2 separate regions of the Danio rerio genome follow, and region 2 is linked to region 1. Evidence: chromatin contacts called from public Hi-C data. All regions are on one chromosome and are shown on one strand. Each heading gives the region's core, a stretch centred on a gene start, on an enhancer-like site or on the middle of the called end of the contact. The rest is flanking DNA. Distances are from core to core; before and after follow the strand shown. Region 1 has its middle 110 kb from the start of ccnd1. Region 2 has its middle 150 kb from the start of tpcn2.

Region 1 (5,206 bases), core at 901-3,400:
ACATCTTTGACAACTTTTGGTCAAGGCATTGGGTGATTACAAGAAGCTTTTTGTAATATTGGGTAACACTGTAGTATAGAAACAACTCTCACTAATATTTTCTAGTGGTAGGTGACACGGTGGCTTAGTGGTTAGCATTGTCACCTCATAGCAAGAGGGTTGTTGGTTCGATTCCTGGCTGGGCCAGTTGGTGTTTCTTGGAGTTTGTTGACGTGGGTTTCCTCATTCCTCGTGTTACTCCACAGTCCAAAGGCATGCACTATAGATGAATTAGATTAACTATACTGGACATAGTGTATGAATGTGTGTGTGAATGGATGGCCGCAGTGTATAAGCAGGGCCAGCTTTTATCCTTACTTTACAGTCCTTACTTTTATCTGCAACACCCCCCCCCCCTCCAACCACTAGGTGCGCACACCAGTGCTGCAAGTCGATGGCTGTCCTCAGTGCCCAGCTACGACTCAGGACAGAATATTTTTGCCGGGCCACAGAGCCCCATTCATTCATTCATTCATTTTCTTTTCTGCTTAGTCCCTTTATTATTCCAGGATTGCCACAGCGGAATGAACCGCCAACTTATCCAGCACATGTTTTACACAGCGGATGCCCTCCAGCTGCAACCAAACCCTGGGAAACATCCATACACACTCATTCACACTCATACACTATAGGCAATTTAGCTTACCCAATTCACCTGTACCACATGTCTTTGGACGACTTGTGGGGGAAACCGGAGCACCCGGAGAAAACCCACACGAACGCGGGGAGAACATGGGAACTCACACAGAAACGCCAACTGACCCAGCCTAGGCTTGAACCAGTTACCTTCTTGCTGGGAGGCGACAGGACTACCTATTGCGCCACCACATTGCCCCTCACAGAGCGCCGATCGTTTCATTTTCAATAACATGGGGACATGCGCGTCCAGTGTGCGTTACTTCCAACTCTCATGTGGGCGCCGTGTTGCGGCGCTGATTGGAGTATCCGAAGTGCTACCCCTTTAATGCCTCATTCACACTAGCAGCAACTTTGTAGCTGCCTGTCGCTTTGGGTGGCGACCTTCTGCAATCGCAGGTCTTTGTAGGTGTACAGTCCGGAGAATACAACCGGCCTCTAAACGAGCTGAAAGAGGATCACATGAGCTCTACTGGTGCTCCTATTGGCTGTTAGGTTCACACTTAGCTGATGATTGATTATAAAGCTTGTTTGGCATGCTGTCCCGAGGGAGAGCCCTGAGCTCATAAGATTCTCGAGCCTGGGGCTCCCTCCATTTTGCAAGGTGAGAGTTTGAGCTCAGGTATTTCTCTAAAACTCTCCTGCTGTAGTAGTTAATAAACACATAGTGATTGTTCCTAAGAGATAACTATTTAATAGGAGCATGTCTATGGTGCCAATTTGGATTAGTCACTTAACTTAAGTTGCATGTTTTTGGAAGGTGGGAGGAAACCGGGGAACCCAAGGGAAACCCACGTGAGCACGGGGAGAACGTGTGAACTCCGCACAGAAACTCAAGCAATCATAGCATTCCACAAGCAATCATAAGCATGTGATCTTTTCGAAATTAGTGTATAAATAAACTTCCCATCAAGAACATATTCTGCATGATCTTATTCTACATGCCTAACATATCTTAATAACAATTGATAAGTAGCAGATTAGGAGTTTATTGAGCTAATTGTCACAATTATTTGTTTTTTAATAGTAAGAACTGCACTTTGAAATAAAGTGTGACCAAATATTGATTACCTCAAACTATTTACAAAGCTCTAGGTTAGTAATTGTCTTTACCATTGCTTTAAAAGTTGACGATTGGATGGAAATGTATAGATCACTCTTTGAAGCAATCATTAACATACAATTACATAATGTGAAGCTGGTATGACTTTGGCTACCATTCATGTGCTTTTATCAAGTTCCACATACCTCAGCATGTTGGTTCTAAAGAATAATGAACGGTCACAGAGCGCTGACATCAGTTTATTTTTCATTTCCTCCACTGCGTTCTGATTCATACATGATCAAGTATGTGATGATTGGAAAGTAATGATGTGGAAGAGTAAATATTTACAGATTGATAATGAGTATGGGAGAGCCGGCCACCCCCACTGCCCCCCTCATTGCCTACTGACCATCTTTTTGTAACTCCTCCCCTCCGGCCATACCATGCATTCCTCTCCAAATCTGGATTTCATTGATGGCAAATCCAGTTTGCAATGGTGTAATTCCTGCTGAGGATTTGTACTGACAGCAATGGTTAGGTTGATGTCTACACCGTGACATAAAATAAAGTCCATGTCAGTTGAGCCATTGATCCAGGATAAATGTTACCATAGTCAAGATGATTCAATTGAGTGAGATTTAGAATCCAAGATTGTTAGGTTGGAAATTGTGTTTAATCATTGCAGATTCAGTTCAGTCTGGTTGATTGCTGTGGATGTAGGTGATATGAAACATTGCTATGACCTTTTACCACGCTTGTCGGCATCGTAGTATGCCATTTCTGTGAGCAATTAGCTAAGATGTGGTCAAGTTGATATGGTCCAAATGAGTTTCCTTCATCTATATCACCTCATCAGCTGGTTTCTCCTGCTGAAAGATGCTAGGTGTTTATGTCCACTTCAAAAGACATTCCTGTTCTTCCAAAAAGACAGGGATCTCTGCTTTCAGTCCTTAGGCCAAGCACACACACATGACCTCCCCTCCTCCCGAACCTCTGCTTCTCCCCCACTCCACCTCTTCACCAGACAGGCCTTTCATGACTGCCCAGCACAAAGCCTTGCAGCTTGTGAGAGGAAGTTTCCAATTTCCAATTTTGCATGTGGGAAAATATGTACGTTTCTGAGAGGACCTTTTGTCTTGGGCCTTAATGGCAGCAATTGGAGTGCAGAGGTCATAAAATGCAGCGTGTCATCGACACTACGCAGGCATGCATGGGACTTTTTATAAGGTCTCACTCTAGGCTGCAAGCAGAATAGCTGCGGTTAAAATAACTGTGTACCACGTATGTTTTGAATATGTCTTTTATCTATTGAACAGCAGTAGCGGAGAGTAAATCAATATTTTTACCTCACTACTAAACTTTAGTGTTTTAAGTATCTGAATTATTATTTAAGGAAACTTTCTAAAATTTCTACATTTCAAAACAAAATACTGTACTTTTTACTTCATTACATTTACTGAATATAACAGAGTAAAGCATTAATTTGAAGGGGAGAAATTGACACCTGCTCAGAGATGAGGTATCAGTATTAAACTTGTGATCAAGCTGACATTTATCTGTTAACTGGTTAAATCAGTTCATAAATTACACTTAACAATTAATTTTATATTTGGACTGACGTCTGATAATGATTCAACAACTCACTGATTCAAAAGATTTGTTCGGAGTAAGCCTCCTGTAAATTATGTACTGATTCAAATGATCTGTTCATAGTAAATCTCCAGTAAATGATGCACTCATTCAAATGATCCATTCAGAGTGAGTCTCCAATAAACAATTAACTGATTCAAATGATCAATTCAGAGTGATTCTCCAGGAAACTATTCACTAATTCGAATGATCCATTCAAAGAAAGTCTCCAATAAATGAATCAATGATTCAAATAATCCATACAGAGGGATTCACCAATAAATTATTCTTTGATTTAAATTATACATTCAAAGTGAGTCTCTAGTAAACTATTTACTGATTCAAATGATCCATTCAAAACAAGTCACAAATAAATGATTCACTGATTTCAATCATCCATTCAGGGTGTCAACTATTCACTGACTCAAATTATATATTCAAAGTGAGTCTCCAGTAAATGACTTACTGATTCAAAGGATCCATTCAGAGCGAGTCTCCAAAAAACAATTCACTGACTCAAATGATCCATTCAGGGTGATTCTCCTGTAAACTATTCACTGATTCAAATGATCCATTCAAAGTGAATTTCCAATAAACAATTAACTGATTCAAATGGTCCATTCAGGGTGATTCTCCAGTAAACTATTTGCTAATTCAAATGATCCATTCAAAGCGATTCTCCAATAAACAATTTACTAATTCAAATGATCCATTTAGGGTGATTCTTCAGTAAACTATTTGCTAATTCTAATGATCCATTCAAAGTCATTCTCCAGTAAATGAGTCACTGATTCAAATGATCCATTCAGACTGAGTCTCCAATAAACGATTCACTGATTCAAATGATCCATTCAGGGTGAGTCTCCAGTAAACTATTTACTCTTTCGAAGGATCCATTTAAACTGAGTCTCCAATATGATTCACTCATTAAAATGATCTAGTTAAAGTGAGTCTCCAATAAACAGTTCACTGATTCAATTGATCAATTCAGGGTGATTCTCCAATAAACTATTCACTCATTCAAATGATTTATTTAGAGTAAAGTTCCAGTAAATTATTCACTGATAAAAATGATCCATTCAGGGTGACTCTCTAGTAAACTTTTCACTGATTCAAATGATCCATTCAGAGCAAGTCTCAATTAAACGATTCACTGATTTAAATTATTCATTCCGGGTGATTCTCCTGTAAACTATTTACTGATATCAACTATATCAATTTACTATATCAAATTATATATTCAGAATGAGTATCCAGTAAATGATTTATAGATTTTAATCAGACAAATGGATTTAAATGGGGTGTTGACGTGAATTATCATGTATTATCAGCGTGGTTATTAGACTATGACAAATTTTGTCAATTCAGCTTTCTTGAAAAATAAACATTCATCAGCAAGTACTATTGAAAATCAAATAATATCAACTCAAAGAACATTGAACAATGTTATTCTTCTACTGTAGCAATATTTTATTAGGACATCTGTACTTTTACTCAAGTGCCCAATTTGCGTACTTAATCCACCATTGTTGAACACCATGATGGATGAATCTTTGAAATCTGATCCTGCCAAATCTCAAAAAGAGGAAGAGAAGCTATAATGATAGGGATGTAATGACTTTATTGAGAACTTCATCTCTGTGATTCATTGGAAACAGTACTATTTTTGACTGGTTTTCAAACCACCCTTGTTTTCAAGATCACTCACTTTCAAACAAGCAGCCTCAAATGTGATTAAAGCCTTTTGTATCTGCCATAAAATGCAAGACCAATAGGAGAAGAGGGGAAATCATTGCCTCTTTTAGTCGTTTTCTTCCAGCTTCCTGATGTTCCTAGAGGCCACGGGGCTTAGTGTGT
Region 2 (5,206 bases), core at 1,616-4,115, 130 kb after region 1:
ACCTTAATGAGGGGTTTTTTTACTAAAAAAAAAATAATTTTGAAAATTTAGAAACTTGTAACCTATTAAAATCAATGATTACTGGGTTTCAGGATTTTGTTTTAAAATCAAAATTGACTGAAAGTTAATTCTACTCATGTAGAAAGAGGTTTGAACTTAGTGTTGAAGGTGATGAGTTAATTAAATACCTCATTCTACTTAAATGGAGTAAGTTCACAGTACTCATATAGATTAGTTTATTACCTCAAAGGGTTTGTAGAAATCAGTTTAACTTACTGGGTTTTATAGTACTCAGTTGGTTTGAGTTCTCTTCATTTATTGGGTTTTACTGTGCTAAAATTGCTTCACTTACTCAAATGGATTAAGTTATTAGCATTTGTTTTTGAACTTAAATAATTTGTGGCAATTGGTTTCCTTCAATGGTTTGAGTTACCTTAACTTTTTGGGTTTTACAGTGCCGAAAAAAAAGAAACTCAAATAGTTTTGTGACAAGTGAAGGAAGGTTGAGTAAATGATGACAAAATTTAAGATAACTAGAACCATTTGAGGAAACTGATTGCAACAAACCATTTTAGTTCAAAAATAAATCCTAATGAGAACTGTGATCTTACTCCTTTTGAGTAAACGGAGCCATTTGAACACAGTAAAACCCGATAAATGAAGAGAACTCAAACCAACTGAGTACTGTAAAACCCAATAAGTTAAGGCAACTCAAACCTTTTGAGAAAACCGATTGCATTTGAGTTAAAAACTAATCTATATAAGTACTGTGAACTTACTCCATTTAAGCTGAAGTAATAAGGAATTTAATTAACTCATTACTTTTAACACTGAGTTCAAAACTCTTTTCACATGAGTAGAATTAACTTTCAGTAAATTTTGAGTTAACTACACTCATTTTGTTTAATATAGTTGACTGTTTGTTTTTATAGTATATGGGAAATAATTGTAAGCCACCATTAAATTCTGAAAAGTTATGTAGAATTGACCTAAAGAGTTAAAAAAAAAGGTATCATAGTTTATCATTTGTTTCTGAAAACAGTATGCAATTTCACTTTCAGTATCAAACTATAAAATTCAAGGTCTTGGGATAAAAAGGCAATAAAAAAGTCTTGGTTCATTGAAGTTAACATCCCTGAAATCATTCCACAGTATACTCTAGAAGCATTAGGCAATGTAAGGTACAGTTCAACCTCATAATGTAGGGGGAACAAACAAAAATAATAACTACTTTCAGATCATGACGTGAGAAATGGCCATAACACATTGTCTTATTGTCATCCAAGAAGTTTCTGTCATGCGATGTTACAAGAAAACCCAATCCTGAGAACCATGAAGACAAGCTCTGCCATTCCCTGATAAGCACAAACTATCACACACCCGTTTTTTTTTGCAGAGGGTGTTCACGGTCCACAATGACATTGCACTAATGATGTCCTGATGTTATGTCCTTCGGTGAGGGGGGTCTTGGTTTGGTGCGAGGTGGACTGGACACTGTGAGAATCACAGTATTGATAGCGGTGTCTGAAGCTTTCTTCATTATCATGCTTTCCAGGATGTCACATCAAATCTACATCACGGATGATTTAAAGTGACAGGTCCCAGACTCAAGACTTGGAGGCCATTGTCTTTCAGTCCCCGAATTCAAGAAAAGATAGCGGGTGCCGTTTAAGCCCAAGCCTCAACAACCACTTGTTGGTGTAGGAAAGTGGAAGGGAATTTGCAGGGCTGTTTTTTTTTTTACATGTTGTATGCTTATGACGAACACATGGTATGGTTCATTTAGTCAGTGTGGTCAGATTTATAGCATTCTTCCCTTCAACTCTAGTGTTTCAAAGCTGAAATTTGCATGTCTGGATGGCCAGTCGCACAATTCAGTTTTTAAACATTCACCGATTTAGAATCAGCTGTAAGCGGTGAGATTTTCCGTTGAGCAATGGGACAGTTGAAACCTCTGCATGACCTTGAGAAGATGTATGAGACCAAATGGGGGGGGGGGGGGGGGGGGGGGGGGGTTGACTTGTCTGCCATGATTGTTATGGCTTACCTCAGACCAGCACCCTGTGGGCCTCTGGACACACAACAGTGGAAAAAAGCAGCTGCGTACAATTATGAACAGCCACCAATGAACAGAAAATACCTTACCCCTCAAACCAGGTGCAATCTATCACGGCGAAGGTCTCAGGGCTGACCTGGGATCAGGCCCTTGTTTGCATGACCAAGAACCCGAGTCATTTATCAAAGCAGCATCTTTGAGATGGACAAAGCCACCGGTTCTGTTTAGGCTGGTGTGTCCTTCCGTTTACTTGTAGCTGGGTCGGCCATGCGTGTCATTTAACTTGTGAAAGAATACAAGAGAAGGTGATGAGAGACCCCTTCATCATTAATGTGTGTGTAAATATGACAGGGATTTTCTTTTTTGGCCACACACAATTAAATGGCTGCGTATGAGCACACCCCAAAGTTAAACATTTCTCCTAGAAGACAGAAAACGTCCTTTGTTCATATTGAAAATGACACACTTTCGAAAAAATTCGCTCCACACAGTACTATTATTAGAGTATGACAGGATTCTCTTACATTTATTTCCTAAAACATTTTTTTTTACGCTATCTTAACCGAACTGCACCTCAGTTTCCCTTTTAGACCTCATTGGAAGCATGTAAGAGGAAATGATGAGCTGTTTACATTGTTCTTTTTGTTAATCAGGTACACTCAGTGGGAAATGAACCAAAGGTAAACATCAATAATAGCATTGAACGTTTAAGTTCCGCTATGTCGGCATCCGCCCCTGTTTGAACATTGTAGGTCAGGTGACTGATGGCATAAACATTTGTGAATGAAGGAGCGAGCTGCTGATATGAAGAGGCCTCCATTCATGCATTCCAGCCTCTTAGGGAAACATGAGCCAAGGGCAGAGGGAGGGATCAGGATCCTGCTGTACAGGCACAAGGCTATTATCCTGTTCGCTGCAGATCACATGGGCAACTGCAAAAATGAAGAACTGTTCAAATTAATGAGCTGGATGAGTTCATATGTGGGGAAATCAATGATAAAGCAATGAGTGAGTGAATGTTTAGTTAATAAATAAATGAGTAAGCAGCCATGCAGAGAGAGTGGGAGAATAAAAGAAACTACATTCTTGTAAATGGATGAGTGAGTGAGTGAGTGAGTGAGTGAGTGAGTGAGTGAGTGAGTGAGTGAGTGAGTGAGTGAGTGAGCTATACAATTAATAAATTAACATCATATTAATTAATGAGTAAACAACATTTTAAAAAGGTGAAGAAATAATGAATAATTGAATGAATGAATGAATGAATGAATGAATAAATGAATAAATGAATAAATGAATTAATTAATTAATTAATTAATTAATTAATTAATTAATTAATTAATTAATTAATTAATTAATTAATTTTAATTAATAGATGACATAAATTACTGGAAAGCATAAATAATCCAGATTTACTGAATAAATGAATATATGAATGAATGAATGAATGAATGAATGAATGAATGAATGAATGAATGAATGAATGAATGAATGAATGAATGAATGAATGAATGAATAGATAATTAATATTGTTTAATTCATGAATGACTGAAAAAATAACCAAACAATTGAGATGAACCAAATCAATGATTGCTTAAATAAATTAAATTTATTGGATGGCAAAGGCAATTATTAAATTATAATTTAATTCAATCAATAACCAGGGTAATAACTGATCTATAATGACCAATCATTTCAGTGAATGAATTTTTATTAATATTTTTCATTTACTCAATAACTTTCTCACTAAATGTCTGGTCATTCATTTAATCAATCACAAATTTGTGAGCAAAAAAATGGACAATCCTGCCATGAGATAAATATTTTAAAAAAATTATTGAAATTACCCAATGGGTGGGTAAATGTTTGAATGAATTAATGATTAAATAAATGAATTATCAGACATTCAGTGAGCGGATTAATGAATGAGTGAGTGATTAGACATTCAATGAGCACAATGAGCAGTAAATAATTTACTGACTGATTGACTAAATGAACGGAACTTCAGACATTCAGTGAGCACATGAATGAATAAATGATGAATGATCAGACATTCAGTGAGAACATAAATGTATCAATCAATTAATGAATCAATGAATGAATGACGAATGATCAGACATTCAATTAATTATCAATGACTGACTGACTGACTGACTGACTGACTGACTGAATAAGCGAAAGGTCAGACATTTAGTGATTACATGAATGAATGAATGAATGAATGAATGAATGAATGAATGAATGAATGAATGGTCAGACATTCCTTGAGTACATGAATGAATAAATAAATGAATGGTCAGACATTGAGTGAGTGAATGAATGAATGAATGAATGAATGAATGAATGAATGAATGAATGAATGAATGAATGAATGAATGAATGAATGAATGAATGAATGATCAGACATTCAATTAGTGAGTGATTATTGACTGACTGACTGACTGACTGAACAAAAGGTCAGCCATTTGGTGGTAACATGAATGAATGAATGAATGAATGAAGGAATGAATGAATAAAGGAAGGAACGAATGAACAGACGAACGAACGAACGAACGAACGGACGAATAAATGAATAAATGAATGAATGAATGAATGAATGAATGAATGAATGACAAATGATCTGACATTCAATTAGTGAGCAATGATTGACTGACAGACTGAATGAACAAAAGATCAGACATTCAGTAATTACATGGATGAATGAATGAATGAATGAATGAATGAATGAATGAATGAATGAATGAATGAATGAATGAATGAATGAATGGACATTGAATTATTGAGTAATGATTGACTGACTGACTGACTGACTGACTGACTGAATGAATGAAAGGTCAGACATTTAGTGATAACATGAATGAATGGTCAGACATGCAGTGAGTACCTGAATGAACGAATGAATGCTATTCAGAAAATGAGCAAACAAGCTGAATGGACAAATGAGAAGAGAGTGCATGAATGAGAACTATCATAAGTGTAGATGTAGATTATTGTCAGCACCTCAATAAATAAGTGTTCAAGGCTCTTCCTGTCTGCGACTAAGGAACGAGTGTGTTTATGGCATGAACATCTGTCTGCATATGCTTGACAGCGCTGGCTGGTCAATTGTACAGTATGAAGGAGGTAACCCAACTCCACAGCCAGCTGTTGCTC

The links. Hi-C and Micro-C count contacts between places; a contact is called where the count stands out from the background.
Region 2: a Hi-C map of embryo shows a contact between it and region 1, with 2.3 times the contacts expected there. The contact joins two enhancer-like sites. A contact is called at or near these places in 1 of 18 Hi-C or Micro-C datasets (embryo) and 1 of 4 datasets of contacts at active chromatin or transcription factors (caudal fin).

The regions. Positions count from the first base shown.
Region 1 is chr7:69,746,116-69,751,321 of GRCz12tu, forward strand. No RefSeq gene overlaps it. Among named protein-coding and RNA genes, the nearest start is that of ccnd1, 110 kb to the left of the region's middle. Within about 2 kb of position 2,151, at least 19 of the 62 cell types and tissues checked have an H3K27ac peak or open chromatin away from gene starts, as enhancers often do.
Region 2 is chr7:69,877,701-69,882,906 of GRCz12tu, forward strand. No RefSeq gene overlaps it. Among named protein-coding and RNA genes, the nearest start is that of tpcn2, 150 kb to the right of the region's middle. Within about 2 kb of position 2,866, at least 21 of the 62 cell types and tissues checked have an H3K27ac peak or open chromatin away from gene starts, as enhancers often do.